Linked DNA regions of Mus musculus: region 1 is linked to region 2. Evidence: chromatin contacts called from public HiChIP or PLAC-seq data. All regions are on one chromosome and are shown on one strand. The core of a region is the stretch at or near the end of the contact, and the rest is flanking DNA. Distances in the headings are between cores, read along the strand shown. Region 1 holds the start of Epb41l3 (erythrocyte membrane protein band 4.1 like 3). Region 2 overlaps Arhgap28 (Rho GTPase activating protein 28).

What was found. HiChIP or PLAC-seq counts read pairs in DNA pulled down with a chosen protein or histone mark.
Region 1: an H3K4me3 HiChIP or PLAC-seq map of embryonic limb bud shows a contact between it and region 2, with 8 times the contacts expected there. The contact joins the promoter of Epb41l3 here to the enhancer-like site in region 2. A contact is called at or near these places in 1 of 39 promoter capture datasets (cranial neural crest) and 5 of 115 datasets of contacts at active chromatin or transcription factors (the NIH/3T3 cell line, embryonic forebrain, embryonic limb bud and 2 more).

Annotation. Positions count from the first base shown.
Region 1 is chr17:69,157,493-69,161,364 of GRCm38.p6, reverse strand. It overlaps Epb41l3 (erythrocyte membrane protein band 4.1 like 3), which reads right to left and starts at 2,009. Exons shown (of 23, transcript NM_001355734.1): 1 at 1,324-2,009.
Region 2 is chr17:67,865,072-67,868,636 of GRCm38.p6, reverse strand. The region is part of intron 10 of Arhgap28 (Rho GTPase activating protein 28); the gene reads left to right. Among named protein-coding and RNA genes, the nearest start is that of Arhgap28, 140 kb to the left of the region's middle. Within about 2 kb of position 1,571, at least 63 of the 459 cell types and tissues checked have an H3K27ac peak or open chromatin away from gene starts, as enhancers often do. A contact at or near this core is called in embryonic limb bud, where this site is marked.

The DNA.
Region 1 (3,872 bases), core at 760-3,259, 1.3 Mb before region 2:
AAAATAACAGCTGCAGATATGACCAGGTACTTCGGTCTTGCGCCCAATAGTGATGCTTTTCAAGCACTTCGTCATAAGTAATATGTCATAATTGTTTCTTATTTGGTTGCATACATACCGAATGCATCAGGAGTTAGAACTGTTTGTTTCAGGGATAAAAACCCAGGAAGAATAAATCCTAACCCATACCATGCACTCGATCTAGTATGATTGGAGGAAAAACAATAATCACAGGGAAAAATTTAAACAATGCATTTGTTTTCTAGGCTTAACACAAGACTACCTCCATGTGTGTGTGTGTGTGTGTGTGTGTGTGTGTGTGTGCATATGCTTATGTTGAGTGCACATATGTGTGGTTTGTAAGAAAGTCTGTAAGAACAATGTATCAAAATGTCAGCTATCTTAAAATTAAGTTGTCAGCCTTTCTTCCATACTGCAAATTACAAAAGAATTAGGGGTTGGGAGCTAATAGAAGCTTCCAGTCCTGCAGTGTGCAATTTAACCAATCATCGCAAGGTCTAAAACCACAGTACCGAAGACATTTCACCAGTGATCTGCAGGCCTAGCACCTAATTTAGACTTCTCTACCTCCACTGTTCTCAAGTCCTTTTCTTCTCTCTGCTTCAGGAACGTGTCCTGGAATAGCCGAACCTTTGAGTAGGAACCACCCCGACTTCCTACAGTGCTACCTCATCAAGGTGAAATCATGGCAGTCATCTTTGCAAAGACCCAGACAGAAGACACCCGAGACTGATGCGTGGCTCTTCCCTCTGCCCTGATGAGATCACACTAAGTTCATAAAAAGCAGCTAATATACTTTATAGGCTATGAGGTACGTAGAGTATAGGAGCACTCGGGACCTGAGCGTCCTCTGACCCCCTGTTAGATGCTAATTTGGACCAGACATGTCTCCACACTAGAATTCTCCAAGGATTAAAATGTCAAATTACAAAATAATATCAGCAAATAAAGCAAAGTTAGAATGGAAACTAATTACCCACAGATCATGGCAGATAGCTCCTACACCTGTGACACCTCTAGCTTTTCTATTTTTCCCCAGTTGTGAACAGCAAGCACATTGCGTCAAACCACAAAACAGCATTGCCAACTCAGAAAGTATAAAAGATACGAGATATTTTAAAGATGGCACTAATAACCTAAAAATGAAAAAAATTTACGCATGATATTGCAATAGTACAATAGTGCAAACAGGATCAACTACAGGCTTAATAAATTTAAAAGCCTGACTTGCTGAACCCCACAGTATTTTCTTATGGGACAGAAATATTCGAAGATTTTTACCACTTCACATCCATACGATACCTTGTTGTGCTGTTCACGGTGAAAGCCTCATGAAAGGCTTCTGCAGGCTTCGATGGGACTCCAATGCTTCTGCCTGCCCCACCCTGTTTTCCTCTGAGCCATAGTGATGTCATAGCCCCAGCCCAGCAATGATGTCACTGTCCGGGCCCTGTTTCTGGGGACATAATCCTTTATAGCCAGGACAAATGCAATAGCAGTGGAGCCCTTCAAAGGGCCCTGAGTGTCTGATGAATTCCCATCAAATGAGCAACTAGTGGTGAGCCTTCTGAAAGGACGGGGTGCTGAAGGTGAACTTGATTCGTGGCTCTCAGTGGGGAGTTTATACTCCATCATAAAGCTCACACTCAGAGGGGAGTGGAATTCAGAAAAGACTGTGAGGACAGAATTATGAAGGACAACCAGAGTACTCTACTTAAGAAAATTCTCTTCGCTATACTTGAATTCTCACCCGAAAGGAAAGATTTCCCAGGCTACTCTTGGAGTCAACTTTCACTGCCATGGAAATCGCCGATTCCCACCTATCCATTGTAGAATTCCCCTCAGTGTATGGGAATGCCAGGGTGGGAGGACAGGAGTGAGTGGGTAGGTGGGGGAGCACCCTCATAGAGGCAGGGGTCCAAGGTAGGGGATAGGGGGCTCCCTAAGGGGAGACCTGGAAAGGGGCAACCATTTGAAATGTAAATAAAGAAAATATCCAATCCAAAAAAAAAAAAAAAAAAAAAAAAAGATGGCTGTGCATCCTACAAGCGAAGAAAGCACTGATGAGCCAATCCCTCCACACTAGCCTGAAAGGACAGCATCAACAGCTCTCTGAGGTCACAGGTTGTCACCTCACTCCTACCTCAGTGCACCCTTAGTGGCTTGGCCATTGGACTTAGAAACCTTATCATTTATTTGTGATTACTTTATGTGCATTGTTGTTTTGCCTGCATGCGTGTCTCAGTGAAGATGTTGGGTCCTCTGGAACTGGAGGAATGGATGGTTGTGAACTGCCATGTGAGTGCTGGGAATCAAACCAGAGTCTTCTAAAGAGCAGTCAATGCTCTTAAGCACTGAGTCATCTCTTCCAACCCTGCCTTTGGATTTTTAAAAAAGCAACACACACACACACCCCAGATCCAGTCAGAGAAGTAAACCTGAATCTTGTATTTCCACAGAAATCAAAGTTGGCCTTGGTCCAAGGACCCAACGGGGATTGGCGAACGCACTCTCTAAACCATATTTATGCCTAAGGAAATTCTCTAAAAAATTAGATGTAAGTATGTCATTGGGACAATGGCCTTTGCCCCCTAGCTCTACAATCCTCGGCCTAAAGGTGTTTACAAGCGACAGAGGCCACTCTTCTGGTTTCCGATCAAACCTCTCGAAACACATGCTCTGTTTTTGCAAGAACTTGCTGTGCGCGAGATCAGTTCATGCAGTGGCTTGTGCTTCTAATTATCTAGCTTTTTTTCTAGACCATTGGAATAATCATAGTGTAAATAATTCAATACTCACAGCCTTCAGCTTATTCCATCGGGGTTTTGGAAACTAACAAAGGAGAGGCATGCTTCTTCAATTTGGAAATTATTTCCTCTCACGATAACTTTGTTACTCCAAACAAAGGTTTAAAAAGTTGATGCCACAATGACCATGCAATTCAAAGACAGCGGTAAAAGCACTGAGCAGAGTCAATAAGGATCATCAAATCCCTCCTCCTCCTCCTCCTCCTCCTCCTCCTCCTCCTCCTCCTCCTCCTCCTCCTCCTCCTCCTCCTCCTCCTCCTCCGCAGGTTCACTCCTTCAAAGCCCCACTTAACTCTAACGGTGCTGCATTCATGGCCTCCGGATATACGTGGAGTTCCATCATTTTTGATTCATGGGGGCTTTAAAAGGCAGTGTAAGGCGCAAAAAAGAAATTTCTTTTGATCGCCGGATTTGATGAGTCCTTTACTTGGTTAAGTTATGCTACCAAGAGTAACCCCCAGAACATCCGACCGCCCCACAGATCCCCAAACGGGCCCCTGAAAACCCCAGCCAAGGATGTCTGCAAAAGCAATTCCATAAAGTAATGTAAAAAAGCTGAAACGCCAACTTAAACACGTAATGGAAGCATTGCGTTATTAGCAGGATTGCCTGGCCCTCTCAGGACTGCCCAGCCTCCATGCTTAATTAATACCACATGTTCCCTTTATCATTCGATTTGTTCTGTAGCACTCTTCCCAACTTGAACCCTGGTCTGCAAAGACGGGAAGGTAAATCGCCCCCCCCCCCCGACCCCCAAGAAAACTTCAGATCAGTACATCTAAAAGGAGAAAGAAAGCAAGAATGTTCCCACCAGAAGGACCACACTTACAATCTGCGAGGTAACCACACCCACCGCATTGCAGAAGCTGTGAACTTGGCACCGGGTGCAGGGGGTAGGGGGAAGGGGAAGAGTAGGGCGCGATTAGAGAGAGAACCCGAAAAAGCAAGCCCTCCCCCCACCCCCGGGTGCAGGAGCCTGGGTGCACCAGCCGCAACTAGCAGGGACCGGAGTCCTGCGGTCCCCAGCCTCCCTACCCCGACCCC
Region 2 (3,565 bases), core at 322-2,821:
GCACTTCCTCTACCAAGACCACAGCTACTTCCCGAGGCCACACCTCCTAACCTTTCTCTAATAGTGCCACTTCCTAATGACTAAAGCGGTCAAATATATGAGCCTATGGGGGACATTCTTAAGCCACCATGACCCAGTTCCAGTGAGCATCAGAAATCTCGTCTCTGTGACCGCCGTTGTCCCTTTGATAGTATGGCTTGGCTTGCCATAATACTCTTAAGTACTTCGGTTGTATGTCTCTTCCATGCTGCGATTCTTAGAAGCTAGAAGAGTGAAACATTGCCATTAAAACTGTTGCTTGTCTTCAGATTGGAGTTTGAAACACCCGGACCTGTTTAGGGGATCAACTTTTTTTTTTTTTTTTTTTTTTTTTGGCCTTTAGGAGTCTTTGAGCTTTTACTTCCATTGCTAATTGCTCACAGCTGAGACCCATTCTTAGCTTCTTCTTTGGTCAGATTTCATCTAAGAATTTGTAGCAGTGCTCCTAACCACTGGAGTACTCACTCAGCAGCAGCTCTGAAACCCCAGTTCCATGTATGGTAATGCCAGCATCTACATAAAACCGCAGCGCAGCAGTGTGAATTCCTTTGCTCTGCCTTCTTATACCCACACAGGCAAGCTCTACAGAGCAGTGAGGAGTCCTGGAGGGGCGAACCTTTTCTAGTAAAAGCTTTCATTGTGCTTCCTTTTGGGCACACACATGCCTACGTTTTGGTCACCCCAGTCTGTGGACACCCAATGATGGGCCTTGAAAAGAATGTGCAAGTGGTGGTGAAGAAATGATTGTGATAAGCCAATGAAAGAAAAGGCACAGGGGTGGAGAGGAATCCCTTCATTAATTCACTTATACTTGAGGGAATCTATACCTATGAGAAGGGTCAAGGTAGAAATGTTGAAATATGGTAGCATATTTCTTTTCCTTTTTCTTTCTTTTTTTTTTTTTGTTTTTTTTTTTGTTTGTTTGTTTTGTTTTTTTGTTTTGTTTAGTTTGGTTTGGTTTTTCGAGACAGGGTTTGTCTGTATAGCCCTGGCTGTCCTGGAACTCACTCTGTAGACCAGGCTGGCCTCGAACTCGGAAATCCGCCTGCCTCTGCCTCCCAAGTGCTGGGATTAAAGGCGTGCGCCACCATGCCCAGCCAGCCTGCAGCATATTTCTTGAGTGAAAAGAAATTAAGTAGGCTGTGTCTATTGGCTCCTCCAAAGCAACAATGGACTGGTTGGTAGTGAAAGAGAGCTGGTAGGACCTGGGCTATGGTACAAGCTTGTCACTTCCTCCCAACAGGGGAGCCCTGCACTGGGCAGAATGGTGCAAGCCTGGAGCCATCTACCTGATCAGTCACCGGCTAGCATAGGTGCTGGGCCTGACCAGCCGACAGAATCGGCCACCTGAGCCTCTTTGTAAATGAATGTGGCAAGTTCTCATTTGTAGGGATGTCTGAAGATGGGCAGGTTGGAAATTAGGACTCCATTCAGCAAGGAGCTGGTTAAATACTAACACAGTTTCATTTGGAAGGCTCCTGAAGTGAGCTTGTTTTGATTTATCGTGTTCCGTTCATAGGCACGCCTCTGGGGAGAACACGCAGTAATGAGGATAAAGTGTGGACTGCTTTGGTTGTCTAAGTTATCAGCTGAGTCAGAGACTAGAAAGAGAGCCAAAGAGCCAGGCTTCGCCACCAGAATCAAACTCCACGCCTCTAAGCCCCTCTCTGTGCAGATCCACTGTGAAGAGAAAAGTTTCTTACGTGCCCCGCGTATGATGTTAGAGTGGGAGTTACGTTTCTTCGACAACCCTTTCTTTGTGTGAAACCTGCTTACCGAAGGCTGATCACCCTTCAGTGTGTTCACTGACGCATGAGTACCCACCCCGAATTTAGGGCAAGGTCTATTTTCCCTTACTGTTTTTGACGTTGTGTCAGCCGGTTTATTCTGCCGCTTGTTAGTCCACAAATGCAATCCAGATGTTTTCCTAGCTCTGGTTTCAGGCAAGCAAGCATGGAAGAAATCTGAGCCAGTGAGCAGATACTGGGAAAACGCTGTGGCTAGAGAGACAGTGGCCCTGGATACGTTGCCTAGGCCTTCACGTCCCCTTTATTCAAACCTTCAGTACCTGTGCTGGTTAAGTTTTCTGCTGTGTTTTCCTTATCCCCGAAGTACATTTCTGACAACGTGCTTGGGGAAAGGCAGTTTTCAAAAGCCATTATAATTACTCTTGATTCGAGCCAAGTAAATGACAGCAGCCATTGTGTGGGGGGTGGGGGTGGGGTGCTGATATTGAGTGGTCCGGCTTTGCGTTCTAGATGATCAGTGGGCCTGACAGGGACTCAGGCCTGAGAGGAAGCTGCTCACCTAGAGCCAAACGAGCTGCAAAGCCAGCTTCCAAGTCTGAGGCCCACAGATCATTTGGAACCAGTTTGATGCTTTGGAATGCTCAGTGATGTTCTTTTCAAAACATCGCAGAAATCTGAGCCAAACGCTGGGAACGTGTTTTATGGAAGAAGGCAGACTGTTTGACGTGTAAGCTCTCCTTGCCTCTGCTGCCTGTTGTTCTGAGGTTAGCTGTAGGTGCTTTGGAGTTATGCCACCCTGTGTGTTTGGTCTCTCTCCCGAGCTGGTAGCTTCAGGCTGGGGCTTTGCTTTTATTTATTTATTTATTTATTTTGTGAAGATGCTTCAGAAACTGATGTAGCCTTCTCTGTGCTCCAAAGAGACTTAAGGACACGACTTTGACTCTGCCTGTGTTCTCCTTAGTGGTAAACAAAAAAAGAGGTTTCTAGTGACTGATAGATTGGCGGGTTGGGTAATTGGTGGATTGGTTGGTTGGTGGGTTGGTGGATTGGTTGGTCGTTGCTGGGTTAGTTGATTGATGGGTTGATTGGTTGGTTGATGGGTTGGTTGGTTGGTTGATGGGTTGATTGGTTGGCTTTTTTGAGACATAAACTCATCATTTGAACCCAGGCTGGCCGCATACCCATCAGTATCCTGCCTTGGCACCTAACTCAGCAAGCTTGACACAGATTTCAGTTTCGCAGCCTCTGGAAGCCGTAGAAACGCTTGTGTTTGGCATGAGATGAACAAAACGGCTGGCTCTGTTCGGGACTCAAAGTAGGCGTCTCACGAGAACGAGGCAAAGGCTGTAAAAAGGGAAAGGCTACTCAAGTCTCATTTAAGTTATCTCTTTAGGGCTGTATCAGTCTGATGCTTCCAGGTGCCTGCTGTTTGAGGTAAACCCTCAAGTCCAAAGGCATGGTAGAAAATGAGTTTGACCATAGTAAAGAAGCTTAAAGAACAGTTGCCACTGATAAACAGATGACCCGATAATGCAGACTCTTTCAAGTAGGACCTGACTGTGAGTGGAACTTACAGAGAAAGGCCTGGTGCTTTAACACAAGCTGTTTGCCTAGTGCACTGGAGCAAAGGATACACCAACATGTGGAAGGTGTGTGTGTGTGTGTGTGTGTATGTGTGTGTTGGCAGAGCTGCTGTACCCGTTCCAGGAAAGTCATTATTATGCCTGCACTCTGCAGTGAAGTCAGAGTTACTTTATTGGGGCATTTCTCATTCCACA